Linked DNA regions of Mus musculus: region 2 is linked to region 1. Evidence: chromatin contacts called from public Hi-C data. All regions are on one chromosome and are shown on one strand. The core of a region is the stretch at or near the end of the contact, and the rest is flanking DNA. Distances in the headings are between cores, read along the strand shown.

Evidence for each region. Hi-C and Micro-C count contacts between places; a contact is called where the count stands out from the background.
Region 2: a Hi-C map of CD8 T cells shows a contact between it and region 1, with 5 times the contacts expected there. The contact joins two enhancer-like sites. A contact is called at or near these places in 3 of 484 Hi-C or Micro-C datasets (CD8 T cells and embryonic stem cells) and 1 of 9 other capture datasets (embryonic stem cells).

The regions. Positions count from the first base shown.
Region 1 is chr17:36,226,513-36,230,927 of GRCm38.p6, reverse strand. It overlaps the pseudogene Gm18604. Among named protein-coding and RNA genes, the nearest start is that of Rpp21, 29 kb to the left of the region's middle. Within about 2 kb of position 1,632, at least 10 of the 459 cell types and tissues checked have an H3K27ac peak or open chromatin away from gene starts, as enhancers often do. A contact at or near this core is called in CD8 T cells, where this site is marked.
Region 2 is chr17:36,413,458-36,418,115 of GRCm38.p6, reverse strand. No RefSeq gene overlaps it. Among named protein-coding and RNA genes, the nearest start is that of H2-M10.4, 47 kb to the left of the region's middle. Within about 2 kb of position 2,420, at least 11 of the 459 cell types and tissues checked have an H3K27ac peak or open chromatin away from gene starts, as enhancers often do. A contact at or near this core is called in CD8 T cells, where this site is marked.

The DNA of each region.
Region 1 (4,415 bases), core at 383-2,882:
GGAGGCAGAAGCAGGTGAATTTCTGAGTTCGAGGCTAGCCTGGTCTACAGAGTGAGTTCCAGGACAGCCAGGGCTACACAGAGAAACCCTGTCTCGATAAAATCAAAAATGATGATGATAAATAAATAAATAATGAACTAATCTTACAAATCAAAAAAAGTCATATTTGAAAAAAAGGGGGTGAGGAGGCACTGAGCAGCCTCTTGACTCTGTCAGGACTCATTTGTAAGCCTTCAGTGACAAAATGCATGAGAATTCATCTAGAGGTCAACTCTTCCACCCCGCATACCCTTCACCACTATTATACACTGTATAATAATATACATTATACACCATTATACAGCATGCTCCTATTCCTTTCCTTTTTCTCCCATAGACATGAAAGAAATGCTAACAGGGTTACCTACCCAGCACAGACAGAGAGCTGCAGCTCCCAACACTCCTGTGGTGACCAGGATGGGGGCAATCCCCCAAAGCCTAGGACTAGAAGAGACCCAAAGAAGTTTCAGCCTCAAGGGAGAGATGTCCTAAGGGCAGAAAGAAAAGTCAGAGTTAGGAAAGCATCCCTTGCTTCAGAGAAGGAAGCAAGCACTTTTTTTTTTCTCTTCAAAGTTTTATTTCCCTAACTTCAGGTCAAATTTCCACAAAATTGTATTCTGGTCAATTACTAGCCTTTTTTAGCTCCCCACAATGGTAGTACCAAAGGATTTGTGAATCAGCGAGAAGAGACCACTTTAAGAAGCATTGTATTTACTCATGACACAAGGCAACAGAGTTGGGTATCTGACTGTTCAACAACACAAAGCTTTAATTGCCTCAGTGAGGACAGACAGGAAAACCAGGCTGTAGACACTCTTCAACTTGTCAGAAATCAGACCAAGGAAAATCTATTCCACACCAATCCAATCTTTTCTTTCTGTTGCCGCAATATTTTTCTTCTTTTAATTATCATATCATGTATTTTCTCAAGTCCTTCCTTTAGCCCACCTCCTATGATTGCACAGGTGGGCTGCCAATGCCAAGAGTGCATGAGGTCAATTCACCTATTGGTAACAAGTCTCAATCTCTGATAGACCAGGTGGGTAGCAACTAAAAGTACAGGGACTCCCTGGTTTTCTGATATCTTTGTTATTTTATAAAGTTCAGTTTGGGCTTCTTCTGTTTGCTACACCGACAGAGTCCACCACAAACACAATGTCATCTATGCATGGGGTATATAACTATCACAGTGGTCTTAATTTCTCTTGCTCAGAAAGTGAAAAGTGACTACATCCGGAAGTGAAAAGTGACTGTTTGAGAATTGCCCAAGGTTACCTTAGTTTTCTCAGTGTTAAATCCTTTTGTAGGCATGGTATTTACAAAGTCGTTGAACTGCAGCCTGCATAAAATTGTTGTCTTTCCAGCACAGTCCAAACCAGTGGGAAAGGACCAAAAGGTGGCAGGCTGGTTCATACCCAAGTTCTAGCTGCAAATGGTTTACCAAACTGAATGCTTTCTTCTTATCTGTTGAGAATTTCCTTTTCTGGGTGAGAGAGCTACTCGATTTCACTTTCCACCCTCTGCTGTCTACTGTCAGCCACTGCCTAGAAGTCCTCCCTTTGCAGCAGTGAGGTCTGACTGGGGGGGGGGGGGGGGACAGAGGGAGGGAGGAGCGTCTACTGTCAGCCTCTGCCTATTTCACTTTCTGCCCCTACTGTCTACTGTCAGCTGCTGCCTAGAAGTCCTCCCCCTGCAGCAGCTAGGTCTGAAGGGGGAAGGGACAGAGGGAGGGAGGGGCAGAAGAGCTGTGGCGCACCAGCCTAAACCTAGTGCTAAACCTAGTTAGGGGCACACTAGCCAGCCTCCCTAGGTGGCGAGGCGCCCAGAGAAGGAAGCTCTTAAAGTAACAGCTGAGTATGGAGAAGGAGGGAGCAGGAGTCTGCTTTACCAGAGGGACAGTGGAGGTCACCATGATCACTCAATATGGACAGGATGGAAGTCTGGACTGACAGTCCATTCCCCATTTTCAGCTGCAGATGGTGTCCCAAGATGAATGTATTCTTCTTTTCAGCTTATGATTTCTCTTTCTGGGTGATCGCTGGCTGACAGTCCTGATTTGTCACCTCACTGTCAACCTGGGCTGTCAGCTGCTGCCCTGCTCAGGAGTCTGTCCCTGGGCAGCTGCAAGCCCTGATGCTCCCCACCCGCTCTTGCTAGGGGCATGCTCACCAGCCTCCTTACACCAACAGCCTAGTATAGGCAAGGAAGGAACAGGAGTCTGCTTATCAGAGGGACTGTGGAGGCCACCATGATCACTCAATATGGATTGCATAGAATCAAACCCCACAAGGTCTCTCATGCAGCACAATACAATTGAAAATTGGCCTAAGAAGACCACCCACTTTACTAAGGGTGCTTCATAGTGTCTTCTATATAGAAATTGAGGGTCCTGAAATGAGGCTCAGATTTCCAGGACAAGAAAACACAAGGGTATGAAAGCAGAGCTCTGCCACTCAATGGTGATTACAGAAAAAAAAAATGTTGATCTCCACCAGGACTCAACATTCCCAGGACCCAGCTCAGGCCTTCCATTCTATTCTGAGTCTCTAAATAATGAGAACTCAGTCATGTGGGAATTTGACCTGTCCCCTCCCCAAACCACCTCTTCCAGGCTTTCCCACCTGACATAGACCCCCAGATCTGCTTACCAAGAAGAAGAGACTCTGGCTCATGGTGAACACTAGATCCTTCCAACCTGCTCTAGAACAGCTCTGGATAACAGGACCCAGGGATTACTGCAGATCACTTGCCCCGTGCTGCACGAAATGAAATGGGCAGTCTATAAGTGATTGTTTAGTATGTAGTGTCACTGGAGCAGTCCTGATATGAGTCAGCCTCATTAGACACCATCCAATGACATTTGTCGTCTGAGCCAAAATAGTAGCCAAATATTGGAGAGCTCATCTCTTCGTCCTGTCTCCCATAAAGTTTTGTAACTTATACTCACTTCTTCTAACTTGTGCTTGTGGTTTTAGGTTTTAAGATAGAAGGTACTGGAGGCCTGGCGGCTTTTTCAAATTTTCCGTTGCTCACTGAGCTGAACTACGGTTGGGATTCCTGATGCTGAGTTGGGCAGGTATACCTCCATTCTCTAGGGAATGCCAATGTGGGAGGACAAGAAGACCCTGACCTCTCCCTAGATCATCTTAGAATAGCCTCAACCAACAGTCACTTTTAGTGGGATTAACTAATTAAACCTCATCCTATAAGCAGGTGTCCTAGGTAAACCTAGAACCTGGTCTCTGGTGCTTGAAGGACAATTCCTCCAGTTCTAAAGAAAAACATCCATGGAGCTTGGAAGACAAGGTCAGTGGCTCAGTGGGGGAAGCAATTGCCACCAATGCCATCCCTGAGACAAACACAGTGGAAGGAGAGAACCTGGTTCTGCAAGGTTCCCTCTGACCTCCTCATCTGTGCTGGGGAAGAAGATGGACAGGTACACGACAGACAGACAGACAGACAGACAGACAGACAGACAGACACACACACACACACACACACACACACACACACAGACTCACAGTGAAAGTAATAAAATTTAAAACGCCAGAGTTTTGGGTCTTATTATAGGAAGGGAAAGAAGAATGGGAAGGAGGAAGGAAATGAAGAAATAAGATTTGTAATTGTATTTGCAGCCTTCGCTGCGGCCCCATCCGGTGCTCTCCAATGCCAGTGCTGCATCTTGCTAGCTGACCGCAAATCACAGGTGGTAAAGCACCCTGGAAACAACAAAAGCTCACAAGCTCACAAAAGTGCGCCCTCTACCAGAGGAGTGAAGAAACCTCATCGTTACAGGCCTGGTACTGTGGCACTCTATGAAATCCGATGCTATCAGAAGTCCACTGAACTTCTGATCCGCAAGCTCCCTTTTCAGTGTCTGGTGCAGAAATTGCTCAGGACTTCAAAACAGATCTGAGCTTCCAGAGTGCAGCTATTGGTGCTTTGCAGGAGGCAAGTGAGGCCTATCTGGTTGGCCTTTTTGAAGATACCAATCTGTGTGCTATCCATGCCAAACGTGTATCAATTATGCCAAAAGATATCCAGCTAGCACACCGCATACGCGGAGAACGTGCTTAAGCGTCCACTATGAGGGGAAACATTTCATTCTCAAAAAAATTTTTTTTCTCTTCTTCCTGTTATCAGTAGTTCTGAATGTTAGATATTTTTTCCATGGGGTCAAAGGTACCTAAGATAAGATTGCGAGTAGAAACAAAGGACAGAATCAGGTATTGGCGTTTCTCCACGTTCATTAAATGCAAGATGTAAAGCATTAATGCAAGCAAAATGTTTCAGTGAACACATTTCAACACAATTATAAATAAACCTGTTAAAATCTTCTGGACAATACCAGCATTTGGATTTTTAAAAAAATAAAT
Region 2 (4,658 bases), core at 1,171-3,670, 190 kb before region 1:
TGTTGCCTGGGGCCTACCCCCACCCATCCCCTCCCTAGCTACCTAAGCTCTGCAGGTATTAAAAATGAAACCCACATACATCAATCATCAAAGCTAACGTCCACAAATGAAGGAAACATGCAATATTCACATTTTCTGGGTTTGGATTCCTTCACTCAGAATGATTGTTTCAATCACTTTCCTAAAATGTCATAATCTTTTTCCCACATAAAGTATTTATTAGAAAAAAGATATATTGTGCCATCTACTACATTTATTCATTCATTAATTTATTCTCTCCTATAATATATCCCCACTACAGTTTCCCTTACCTCCTTTCCTCCTAGCCCTCCCCCTCACCTGCCATGCCTCTCTCAACAAAGCAAAGATCAGCAAAGATGAAGAAACAATACCAACGAAGTATTGCAAAGCTACCTATGCAAGTGCAGCACCACTATCCATTGAGTCTGTTTATACTCTTTCCAAACATCACGTGTCCTGCCACAGTTCTTGCCTTGGCAAAACACCAGATGAGTCTGCATCATATGACATATCCAGAAAATTCCACTTCAGTCCCATGAGGTCTTTGGAGGCCCTGGACTGCAGGAGTCTCTGTAGTATTGTCATCCTGGTTGTTAAGGTCAAAGAAAGTTTGCTGTCTGACAGCCCTAAAGAAACTAGGCTTGTCCATTCATCCAAAATAAGTCAACTGAAGAGACAAGAACTGGGAAAAGAACTGGGGCCTCACTGTGTATGCTGTGGGGAAAGATTTTCGGGACACTAAATCCAGCTGGACTTCAGTCATAATGACCTAGAATGTCCCCTAAAGATGACACCAACTTGAGAACAGGTGTTCAAAAAAATTGAGCCTAGACGTGGCATTTCTCACTCAAACTATCACAGAGCATATCTGTAAATTTCACAAATAACAGAAAACTTGATTGTGAACCCACTCTGTTTTAAGATTAATTTTTATTCTTTTTTATATGTATGTCAATATATGCATGAGGATGTACACAATAACACCTGACATACTGGATATCCCTGGAGCTGGAGCAACAGGTGTTTGTGAGCCACCCACAAGTGCTTGGAACTGAACCTGGGAACACTGCTATCTCAACAAGCTATAGTAGCCACAAATTCAACTCTCCAAACCCAAGAACACAATTTTGTCTACTTTCTTTTGCTGGATCCCAGAGCCTGGAACAGGGCCAGGCTGATGACAGACTCCCCAACAGTTACTGAGGACTAAATCTCAGGAGCAGGCTGTGGCTGCTAAAGGTAGACCTGGAGCAGGAATATAGCGGGGATTGTCCCTTTCGTGAATACAAGAGGGACATCCTACTTACTTCAAGACAAGAGACCTTGACCAGTTCTAGAGTCCCCTGCATACATGGGGTACAGCACCAAGTTTTGGGTAAGCGAAGAAATCTGAGGCACAGAAGATCTTACACTGTGAGGTAGTCAGAAGGGAGGGGACATCTCAGGAACAGGAAGTCCTCCTCATCCAGCATTCCAGCTGCTTCCTATCTCCAAGTCATGCCCAGGCCACAGCTACCCAGCCAAGGGAGCTGCCCCATGCCACAACACCAAACTTGGGCACCACAATTAGGCACCAATACCACATCAGAACCAAGGAACAATGGGTGTGTGGTCATGGATGTGACAAGGTGAGTCTACATCTGCATAAGACCCAAGCTGGGGACAAGGAGCAGGATGCCTGGCTCCTCACAAAGAACTGTGGATTATGATCATTGAATTCACAGGGTAGAGAGTCTCTGTCTTTTAGTCTACCCTGCATTTGAGGAAAACTGTGCTATACCTAAGGTTGGAGGTTAATGGAGGGATCCTGCTGGTGTCATGGGGGATAGTGAGCAGATGTCTGGGCTCAGGGTCATGAGAGCCCTGCTAGTATCACTTTATCATTCTCAGTTCATGCTACTTCTAATCTAGGCCCTCTGAAGACAGTCTCCATGACCTCTGACAGAGCAGCCAACTCTCATCCCCTTTATCTCCCTTAGATCCTTGTGTTCCAGGAAGCCAAGACTTTGCACAGAAGGCCTGGACCAGTCAAGAAAGCAACATGACATTGTGGCACAATGAATAAGAGTACAGGGACCCCAGGATCAAGGACCAGGAGTACACATAGTCCTCACTTCCCCATGCCTACTTTGATTCTGTCTATGATACCTGCATCTGGGATTGGAGCCAGAGGATATTGTGAATAGAAGCAGAAGGCAAGGAACCAGGAAAAGCCACTCATCCACACACAGTGCTCCCAGGATACTAGGCCTAAGCGCTGGGTTAATTAAGGAAGCAGGGCTCTGGAAATGCTGTTCCCATGAATTAACCTTTCTACAACTCAAGCTAAAGACACTGTCATTGTCACTGGGGACTCACACTCTGCCTATCACACAGGATGAGGACCATGACATCATGTGCCCTCCATCATGTCCACTCAGCTCCTCAAATTGCAGGGACAATGACCCTGAAGCCAGCAGTGTGGGGTCATGAGACTGCAGGAAGGATTGAGGATGAGTCATCAGAGAAGCTATGTCTCGATTTGCCCTACCACATCCTTCCTGCTCCACTTTTTGGGGGCACCTACTGAGTTCTCTTCTCAGTCATGCCCAGAGCCTCCTGTTCTCCTCCTGGTCCAAGCCTCAACAATGGTGTTCTGGGAAAAGAATGGGGTCTTACCACACAATATCCCCAGGCTTACAATCACTGCAGTATGTCTATACTCTCTTGTCAAGTGTTGGCCTCATGTAGATGTTATGAAGGCAGAATTCAGTTTGTGGAATTCCACAGAAACAGGACTGAGCCACTGAGGTCCTTCATGAATAAGGAGGGGCATATATTGGTGGGGAAAGACTCAGAGTGTCCTGAAAGTCACAAGGTGTTCCAAAGAAAAACTGAGAAAATTTCTCAGCTTCTATACCCTAAAGCTCTTCAGGTGAGTGATCTGAGTTCAGAAGTCAGGACCCCTCCATCTTCCCACAGACAGACCAAAGTCACCCATTTCCACTACTTAAGGGTAAGGCTCCATCAAATTGACCCATACACTGGAACCTGGAGGGACTTGAGACCTCACTGGGTTTTAGCTGCAGTTAAGGGTTGAAAAGGCTTAATGGTGTGGAGGCAAGTATGACTTTGTGTGTGTGGCACTGGCAGGCAGCAATTCTGACCTCAATGGCAGGACTAGGATATCATACTCTGAAGAATGTGCATGGCCGTGAATTGCCCACAAAAGGGTTTTTTCCTTAAGGTGCTATGAGTGTGACTGCCCTAGTCACAGAGAGCTCACCCTGAAGAAGAGCATAAGCTCCTACACTGAAGAAAGCAACACTGCTCAGATGCTCAGGTACCAGAGAGACTGTGGTGATTGGCATACAACTGAAGAGTTAGTTACCAGGAGGAAAGTAGATAGAGAGTTCCACCCAAGTGCATGGAGATGCTCCACACAAAGCTGAAAACTCTGTAGGAGAGGTCTCTGCTCACAGATAAGAGGAACCCTGTGATAACCTTGATTCTGTCTTTCATCGAAGGGGGATGAGGGCTCCAGGGGTTTCAGTTTCAGTATGAGAAGGACTCACCAAAGGGTTCACCATTACACTAAGTAAATGTCTACTAGCCTGCCTGCCACCCAGCCTTTCATTTCAATGTGCATCCCAGGGTGAACCATGACATCTCTAAGGCCTGATCTCTGACCAGACATAATTCCCTTCAAGTTCTGACTCTAGGGTGACTGAGTCTCTGAATCACCCACCCAGGACCAGCCATCTGTTTTCATAGAGAAAGACCTGCAGCCTCCTCCTCTGTGCTGGCTCATGATAATTCAGAAATGCTTCAAGGAATAGAGTATCCAGATGGGGAGTTGAAGCTGCTCTGTAGAGTCTGTACCTTCCTCTATCCCAGAATGTAAAATGACTGAACCTTCCAGTTTTTCTCATTAGACTTACCCAAAGACACATAGGACAGAACTGCAGGTGATGTCACCCTGAAGTGCTGGACCCTGGGATCCTTACTGATGAGCTCAGTGTCAGCTGGCAGAGGAATGGGAACATCAGCCATTGTCCCCCATCAAGGCAATTGTTCTTGCCCTTCTTCTTAAAGCTGTGGTTATCCAAGATGTGGTGATGTTTCTGTCATGGAAGAGGAGGAGTAAAGTAAGAAAGGGGCAGGCTCTGAGTTCCAGTCTCCCAGGGATTTCAAGCCTGAGCTATTGGTATGACCTGCCCCACAAGAGGAAAGTGGTTTGCACATATAGGGGCTTACTGCTGGGGCCTGTGTGTGGAGATTTACTGTATTGTAAATGAAATGGTTGATGGATTCATTATTCTAATGATGGAGGTAATACAAGCCTCACTCCCAGCAGAGATTGTGGAGAAGGTCCCCAGTGGTAACAAACATCCAGGAGGACAGTTGGTCCTCTTAACATACAGTCTTGCATTCTGTTTTCACATGCTTCCCTGGGTCTACACTTATACATCTGGAAACTTCTCTGAGATAAGAGCTAGGGGACTCCACTGGATCTTTATGAATCAGGAGCTCACGGTCCTCTCATAAAATGTTTTCTTTCCAAAGATAAAATATGGAGTAATCTATGCTCAGGCCAACAGTAAGTACTGTGAGGCCTGATGCCCTGGGATTTGTGATAGAACAGACAGAGCCTATGG